2 separate regions of the Bombyx mori genome follow, and region 1 is linked to region 2. Evidence: chromatin contacts called from public Hi-C data. All regions are on one chromosome and are shown on one strand. The core of a region is the stretch at or near the end of the contact, and the rest is flanking DNA. Distances in the headings are between cores, read along the strand shown. Region 1 holds the start of LOC101740596 (activating transcription factor 3). Region 2 overlaps LOC101740596 (activating transcription factor 3).

The links. Hi-C and Micro-C count contacts between places; a contact is called where the count stands out from the background.
Region 1: a contact with region 2 is called in a Hi-C map of posterior silk gland, with 1.5 times the contacts expected there. The contact joins the promoter of LOC101740596 here to the enhancer-like site in region 2. A contact is called at or near these places in 2 of 7 Hi-C or Micro-C datasets (posterior silk gland and whole pupa).

The regions. Positions count from the first base shown.
Region 1 is chr18:9,305,407-9,309,416 of ASM3026992v2, forward strand. LOC101740596 (activating transcription factor 3) reads right to left here and starts at 1,945. Exons shown (of 7, transcript XM_004928243.5): 1 at 1,121-1,945.
Region 2 is chr18:9,262,806-9,267,109 of ASM3026992v2, forward strand. All of the region lies in intron 1 of LOC101740596 (activating transcription factor 3), which reads right to left. Among protein-coding and RNA genes, the nearest start is that of LOC134200573, 3.9 kb to the left of the region's middle. Within about 2 kb of position 2,201, at least 7 of the 8 cell types and tissues checked have open chromatin away from gene starts, as enhancers often do.

The DNA.
Region 1 (4,010 bases), core at 695-3,194, 42 kb after region 2:
TTTTTTCCTATCCGTACAATACAATTGGAACAATAGATTAAAAACATTTCATATTTGTTGTATTGTTAGTGACATACAATTGTATTTTAAATAAACTGCGTTCTTCAATTGCTTTATTTTGCCGACGGTACTTGGCGGGCGCCGTTCGTCGCTCAACGCCATTTAATGGCACATTCTTTGGTTATTTAAGCACATTAACGCCTAAGCATGAATCCTGCTAACTTTTTAGATTTCTTCCATCTTCGTCTACCAGAAATATGCTTAAATTTTTAATTTTCGTTTACTTTGTGAACACACTCACACAAATCTATTTATTATTATTTATTTTGTATAATTGATCCGCAAAATATTTATGTAAAAAACATTAGAATTATAAATTTAATTTAGTTAAATCAAAAGGAAATTAATTTACAATAATCTTTGCACAAATCGAAATACATCTTAAACAGTACATATTTTTAAGAATCTCACAAGTGTTACAGAAAAAATAAAGTAAAATAGCTGCAATAGTTTGACTGGTTTATTTAAAACAGTCCTAACTACACTAAAAAAACAAAGTAATAAACATCTTTACTGTCCAAAGCATAGAATCGTTTTGTTTTAATCAAATCAGGTTTTAAGATTGTTTCAAATCCTCATAAGCGCATAAATTTACAAAATGTCTAGATCTACCATTTTATATCTCAAAATGCGAGGAATGTCAACTGACAGACCGTTATCAGTAACACTGGCATTATCTAAGATTACTTGTAAGTCCATAACCAAATAATAATAATAATAAAAATGCAATTAAAAGTCAGTTCTTGAATATTGTTCTGTAGCTGCATCAATGTTTTTTTTATGAAGAGTTATGTAATGTAATAAAAGGCGATCTTCTATTAAAATTCCGAAATCTCAAAGGAAACACGTATGTGTGTTTCAGAATGTAAACACACATATTATGTTATCGTATAGCAATCATGTGAGTAGAAAAATAAAATCGACTGAATTTTCATGGCACCCGATAATTGTGTTAACAATAAATTTAAGAAGCATGCTAAATCGTTTGATAGCAAACAATTATTATACAAGCCTTACGGGTTAAAAGCTAGTAAGCCAAGGTCAAAAGAACGAGTCGTACCTTAGCACGTGCTAAGCGCGGGGCTGACCGGAGACGCCGTGGCTGGACTCCAGGCCGCCTCCTTGTGGAAGACTCGGTCGAGCACCTCCCGAAAAAACCTTAATTTCACACAGATCAAGATAATCGCGAATCGTATCGCGTCCACACAACCCGGCACTTCCACTTCCAGCCGGCCGATCAAAACATTGCTCTCACGGACCTTTTCGACACACAAACTCGATTTGCAAAATTTATTCATCGCATCCGTCGAAAACACCGAATTTTTATGAGCCGCGCTGAAACTTCTCTATGGTACGCGATGTACGTTAGCCGACTGACGGTTTTCGGTATGTCTGTCACTTGTGACGATTGGTGAGTAGTGAGGAAAACACCAGATATGCTGATGCAGCTCGGAAGCCGTCAGGGAAATCGGTACCGCGCGATATAAACGAGTCGGATGCGTGCGCTTGCCGGCCACACCGCCGCGCTGTAAACAGAGTGCGCGCCTCGACAACACACGCACACGTCGATACCGCGTGTACCACACGCACACATGCGCAGGAACTTCTTTGCGCACACTCGGACCAGGAGTATAAATAGCTATCACGTCACCGACAGCCAATCGCGTGCGAGCTATATCACGTTATAACGAACCGCGATCAGTTGAGCCTCATTGATAGATTGGCTACCGCGAGGCGTTTCAATTTGCGATTAACTGAAAGTTTTTGATAAAACTTAACTGATATGGAATCTTAACAGATGGCAACATCGTTGTAATCCTTAGTGTAATTGCAGCTACAAGTGTTTGCAATAACTAGGCGCTTAACTGAGTTGACAGCTTTAACTAATAGTAATATTCTATGTCATAGAAATTGACTTTGGCGCGAATTGTAATCAACAACATTGTTGATGAGAAACATTATCATTAAAACATCGGCAGGAATAATAACGATAATTGTTATTAATGTTGCACAAAATTATTTAACGTTTGACTCTACAATAAGAGAGTTCATGGAATATTCTAGAGTTACTAGTTGTAGACAAGAGCTTAAATTTTTCCCATTTATGTCAAAAAGTCATCAAAACTAAATACATCTAGAAATATATATTTATGGCGCATCTAATCAAGCCACACATAAAAGTAGAAATAGCTCTTTGCCCATGAATAAAATTTAGGAGTTGACCATAACGTTTCATTGAATATACGAACGGTCATTTCAAAGTGAAAACGACTCTATGTGTGAAAACTAAAGCACATATTTCTACGTAATTATTCAATGTATTCATTCGAATAAAAGTTATGTAAGAGTGTAACGAATAGATTGAATAGATTACAGTTGCTGTGTGCAAGTGAATTAATTAAAGATTATTATTATCTTGGACTCTACATTTGGGATTGATAGAGCAATGTTTTTTACAAGTACGCTTTCGATGTCTTGAAGTGACAATTTTAGATTTATTTCTGCACGATAGCGCGACTAATAGTATGAAAAATTGCTTAATACGTGCGCAATGAGCTCTACACGCTAATCTATATATTAATACGTGAAGCAAAAAATTTGTAACCCTTTTTACGAAAATTGCGTGGACGGAGGATTATGAAACTTCCCACACTTATAGAGAATATAGAGAAGGAGTGCTGAATGATAATAGTTTTTTAAATTATGCATAAAAAATACATTAAATAAATAAATAAAACATTACAAACACGACCATGTATTTGACACACACACGTGTGCATACTATTGTTTATTGTCAAACTTTTCTCATTACTTATAGTCTGTGGTCAAATTGAGAATAGATTAAATATTATTTGTCTTTATAAATATTTGTCTAAAGTGTATTTTTGGCGAAGTCTATGATTATAGAAGTCTTTGAAAATAGAATCATAATAGTGTACAAACCTATAACTTTAATTAATTATAGTCCAATTTCGACTACCGGGGGACCACTAGTAAAATTAAAAAGCCCCAAGTAGACTTCTAATGTCCTTGATGTGACTTGTTAAGTTGCCTGTCTTTACAAGCATCTATCTAAATATTCATACATTTTTGCTTGTGGCCTTGCGATATCATGTGTGCTGGTATGATTACGAGTTCGAGATTAAGCACATATGTATATCTATTTCAGATTTACAGAATGCATTACGTGAAAAATGTTTATTAATACTTTTTTTTTATATAAAGATCCTGGCTTTACTGGGACGAATGGATGAACTGGTTGAGCACCAGAAGGGAAATGTTTTCTAATAACTGCCCGAGCTCTCCTCTCAGAGGCGATATAACATCCTAAGGGTCCTGTTTCGTGAATGCTGGATCGGAATTTCGACCCAGATGATCTGGCGAGAAACTCAGTAGGCTTATGTTACGGACTAAGGTACGGACGAATAATATTAACAGTCTTTCTTTCTGCTCTTCTCTATTTATCCAGTGTAGTTAAATGAGCTCATGGTCCTCTTGACATTAAATATTTACCGTTGCTCTTGAACATAGCAAATCGAATGCAGTCACTTAAGACATGAAATCGAAGTTCAATACTTCGCGACAGAAACATGGCGGTATGTATCCGTGCTCTACTACTAATCACACCTCTTAGAAAACTAACATTATTACTTGCATCATTGAGTCTAAGCTGCATTTGCAATTGTCACTTGTCGGCTATAGTTTTTTTTTTAATTTATTGCTTTAGTGAGTGGACGAGCTCACAGCCCACCTCGTGTGGAGTAGTTGCTGGAGCCCATAGACATCTACAACGTAAATGCGCCACCCACCTTGAGATATAAGTTCTAAGGTCTCAGTATAGTTACAACGGCTGCCCCACCCTTCAAACTGAAACGCATTACTGCTTCACGGCAGAAATAGGCAGGGTGGTGGTACCTACCCTTGGGGACTCACAAGGAGTCCTACCACCA
Region 2 (4,304 bases), core at 951-3,450:
GAATTCACAATCGTGTTTACATTGAAAAGTAGATAATTTCATTATTGTTTTATGATTCTCAATATATATAATAGCAATTCATTAAAATGTTTTTCTCATACATAGTTTCTGAAACAACTTATAAGTATTGTAAACTTTACCGTGTAATATATCCAAAACTAAAATAGTTCAAATATCAGTCAAACCTCGATAAGCGAGAGTTCAAGGGAGCACAATCTCATTCTCGCTTATAGAGGTTTCTCACTAACCCGAGTTTCTCGCTAGTGCTCTCTTTGAATTTCATTTCGCGATTTTCCGGATTCAAACGCATTCACTATTTTAAGTTTATCACTTAATGGCAGTACTTTCATTTTCCGTTTTGACATGATGCAGATCCGAACTTTCCTTCGCAATTGATTAACGATAAACTGAGTAAGTCTGACAAACAGGACGGTACACAGGCGCACGTGTCCATTCGAAAATAATGCGATAAAATAATAACGTTATTTAATTTCACGAAATAGAATAGGTTCAATATTGACGAGAAAATACAAAAACAATGATAAGAAGTTCCACGAAAGTTAAGAATGAGTCATAAAATAGCAGATGCTAAATTTGTAATTTTTTTTGTCATTTGTTCCTCCTAAATAATATAAATGAATAAAGCTCGACTGTCGCTTATAGAGGTGTAGATAAGTAGCAGTCTCACTTATGGAGGTTAACTTTAGCATGAAATGTCACATCTGTAACTAAGCTTTGCCCTTTTTATATCGGCGCCACATTATATTATTTGCTTATACGTGCGCACGTACGTACAAGGAACAAAGGAAGTTTGGCAAGGCATTGTTCGTACACTCAATTTTCGTCTGCCGTGTAGAGAGACAGCAAATTTGCAATTCAAACATATGGACAATTTGACGCCCACATACTACAAAAATCGTGCTACGATATTTCTGATAGGTACATAATATTATTATTCTATTTACTTTTTTTATTATGAGCTGTAAGATAACGTTTCTAATTGCTTTGTATATACAGATAGTATTAAAATTTACTGAACATGAGAAAAAAAATGTCAATATGAAAAGTATGTTTCTTTTTTTGTAGGTCTTTTGACTACAATCTTACATGAAAGTAAACATTCTGTCTAGTAACAAAAAAAAACAATTAAATCTCGGCCTTGTTTAGAGATGCTACTTTTATTACATCATGAATTTAGTATTGACTCCAATTTTTCCAACTTAATTTCCTCAACTCTTTCCTTTTTTATTCATCAAAAGCACTGGTAGAGCATTGTCTGAGTCTGAACGAGTATATATACTAGATAGTATGTATACTATATTATAATGTCCTACTTATTTGTATCACGGAGCAATTTACTCGGAGGGTGGGATAGCCGTTATTCCAATGTGAATTCTATTAATGCGACCTTGGTGGGCAGCAAGCTCGTTTCTCCAGCCAAAAAATCGCGAAAAACAAATTACTAATTTGCCTTTGACCTTTCCCAGATACTTCGTATTAGCCATTATGGTGGAGCATCAACGTGTGAAAAAAGAAAAATAAACGACCGCATAATAACTATGTGCTTGCTTCACGAGAAACTGAAAACAATACCTATTCAATATGCATATAACGATGCTTTAAGGTAGTACTTGAAAAATACATAACTTTTATTACGTGAGTTTTAAAGCTATAACAAGATACGACTCGACCCATAAATAGGATTTATTATTTTTGCATAATACCTACTACGCGGTTCTGAAAACCTATTAATAAATTTTATGACGTTGTCTTTTTGCATTTTAAGATATGATAATAATTATGAAAATGAACTAACATAGCTATTTGTGTTGCGCGCTATGCAACATAAATGATCAGAAAACAGTTTAGTGTGCTCACAGCTGAAGTGTAGTTTGTGTTTAGACTGATGTGAAAACATAGTTGTACTCTGATAATAAAGAATCAACGTCTCTTTAACTCCGAAACATTTTTGCTACATCATTTAGGTAAATGGGAATCTTCTCTAATTTTTGTTTAATTTTAAAATAGAAAAAAAAAACCATTTACGCCATTCAATCTAACAGCAAAAACAGCAAAAGTATTTTAATTCTGTTCAGAAATAAATATATTAGAAACGTTTTAGTTCTGTTTGTGGAGGTCATTGTGAAGTACAGAAACAAGACTACACATAATGGTTCATGACGTCACACCCATTAAAGTGCGGGTGTGCAAAAGAGATATCCACATGTTTCTCATTACCACATCACTTTACAAATTATTTCGATGTTGTTTTTTTTAATGCTTAAGCGTGTACACCATTCGACGGCTCACCTGATGTTAATTTGATATCTTGAGACAGGTTGTATGACTGTTATCCCAATTTCGGCAGAAATAAGTGATCCATATAGGCTTATATGGCTATTTTTTTGATTTTTATTACACGATATTATTCTTTCATTGTGAATCGTTCGTGAACATGTGTTAAGTGCTTAATCCCTTAGAAAATATTGTACTGACATTTGTAAATTTTTGCTGCACTTGAAACCTGGGAATAGTCGCATAGCTTGATACAAATTTGCCAGATTCTTATCCAATAGTCAAAGACGAATTCGTTTTTGCAAAAAGTCTGTCTCTTTAAATAATATGTGTTTCTAAAATAACGTACCAAAGGGAGAAGAAGGGAACCACCGATACTGTTGCTGGGCGCGATAATTTAAAATTAATTTATATTTTGTCGGGAGGTACAAAGAGATTTTGTTTTGAAATAAAACAGATCGCTGTTCGCTTACGATGTATCAACTCATAATGGGCCTGATAAACCGTCGATACATTTTTAAAAGGGTTTCAGCGCAATCAACTAAAGTTAAACTGTACATGCCAGAAGAGTCTTTTAAATTAATTTTTATTCATATTATATTATAGTATTTAATTTCATTAGTATTATTACGTTTCGTAATCCCGCACCATCACGATTCAGTTTATTTTTGCCGAGAAGTACTCCTGTGTTCTCTGTGCTTAGTGTGGGCTTTTTAACTTTATCGATAGCGTAAAAGTTAACTCAAATTTGTATGGAGTTGGAACGTTTGCCTACGTTTGACGCTAGGGGCGCTGTTCCAACTCCATACAAATTTGAGTTAACGTTTACGCTATCGAGAACGTTACGAAAATCGCACTCAGCACACTGGTTTGAAAAGCTATATCACACACACAAGATTGAATGGTGACACGTAAGTTAAGTCTATGGACTACAATAGCCACTAGGTGGGTCTTGAGCTCGTTTTTACATCTCGACAACCAAAAATAATCGAATTTCTAAACAGTCATTAGTAATGTAACTTATGTCTTAAGAGTGAAAGCTATTTCAAATTGTGTCACTTCTGTGTGAGTGAAAAATGTTAGGACAAATTGTTATCTATCTATCTATCTATCTATCTATCTATCTATCTATATATATAAAAATGAATTGCTGTTCGTTAGTCTCGCTAAAACTCGAGAACGGCTGGACCGATTTGGCTAATTTTGAATTGAATTATTCGTGGAAGTCCAGAGAAGGTTTAAAAGGTAAAAGGTAAAAAAATATGAAAATGCTCGGAATTTAATAAAAATAATAATTTTGTTTTTCCTTTGATGTGTCCCCCGTCGGACGGATTCCTTTTGTTTATTGTAAGTTTATTTTATACAAAAGCTTAGGTCTTTTATTCATCGATTGAGGCACTACGAAGTCTGCCGGGTCAGCTAGTTATACATAAATATTAGATATAAATATAATATTTTTACATACATAAAGTAACAATTTTATTTTTACCATTTAAGCTTAATTAAAACTTGATCTGTACCATCATAAGATCGTAGATATCCATTTGAACACAAGTGGAATAGCTGTCAGAAGCTATCATTGCATAAACCATTAGTATGTGGGATTTAATATACAATTACAAAATATATATACCACACGGATATAAATAGCTTATTTTATATTTATGTACTCTGATATACAGCCATCATTTTCTAGATAAATTGACTCATCGTTTTACATAATATAAAATGCGTAAGATCTTCTTAAATAGTATATACACTACGATATTATAGTCGGCTACCACACTGATGGAAACTGTTATAGTTTTTCTTTTTTTTTATTGCTTAGATGGGTGAACGAGCCCACAGCCCACCTGGTTGTTAAGTGGTTAAGTACATAAGTATGTATATAACCTCTAGTTCACATGACATAGGGAATCCTAAATTGGATCCGGATGACCGTGCGTGATTCGTTCCCAGTTATTATTATTAGTTCCCACTTAAAATATGGGTATATCTTAGTTTTTTTA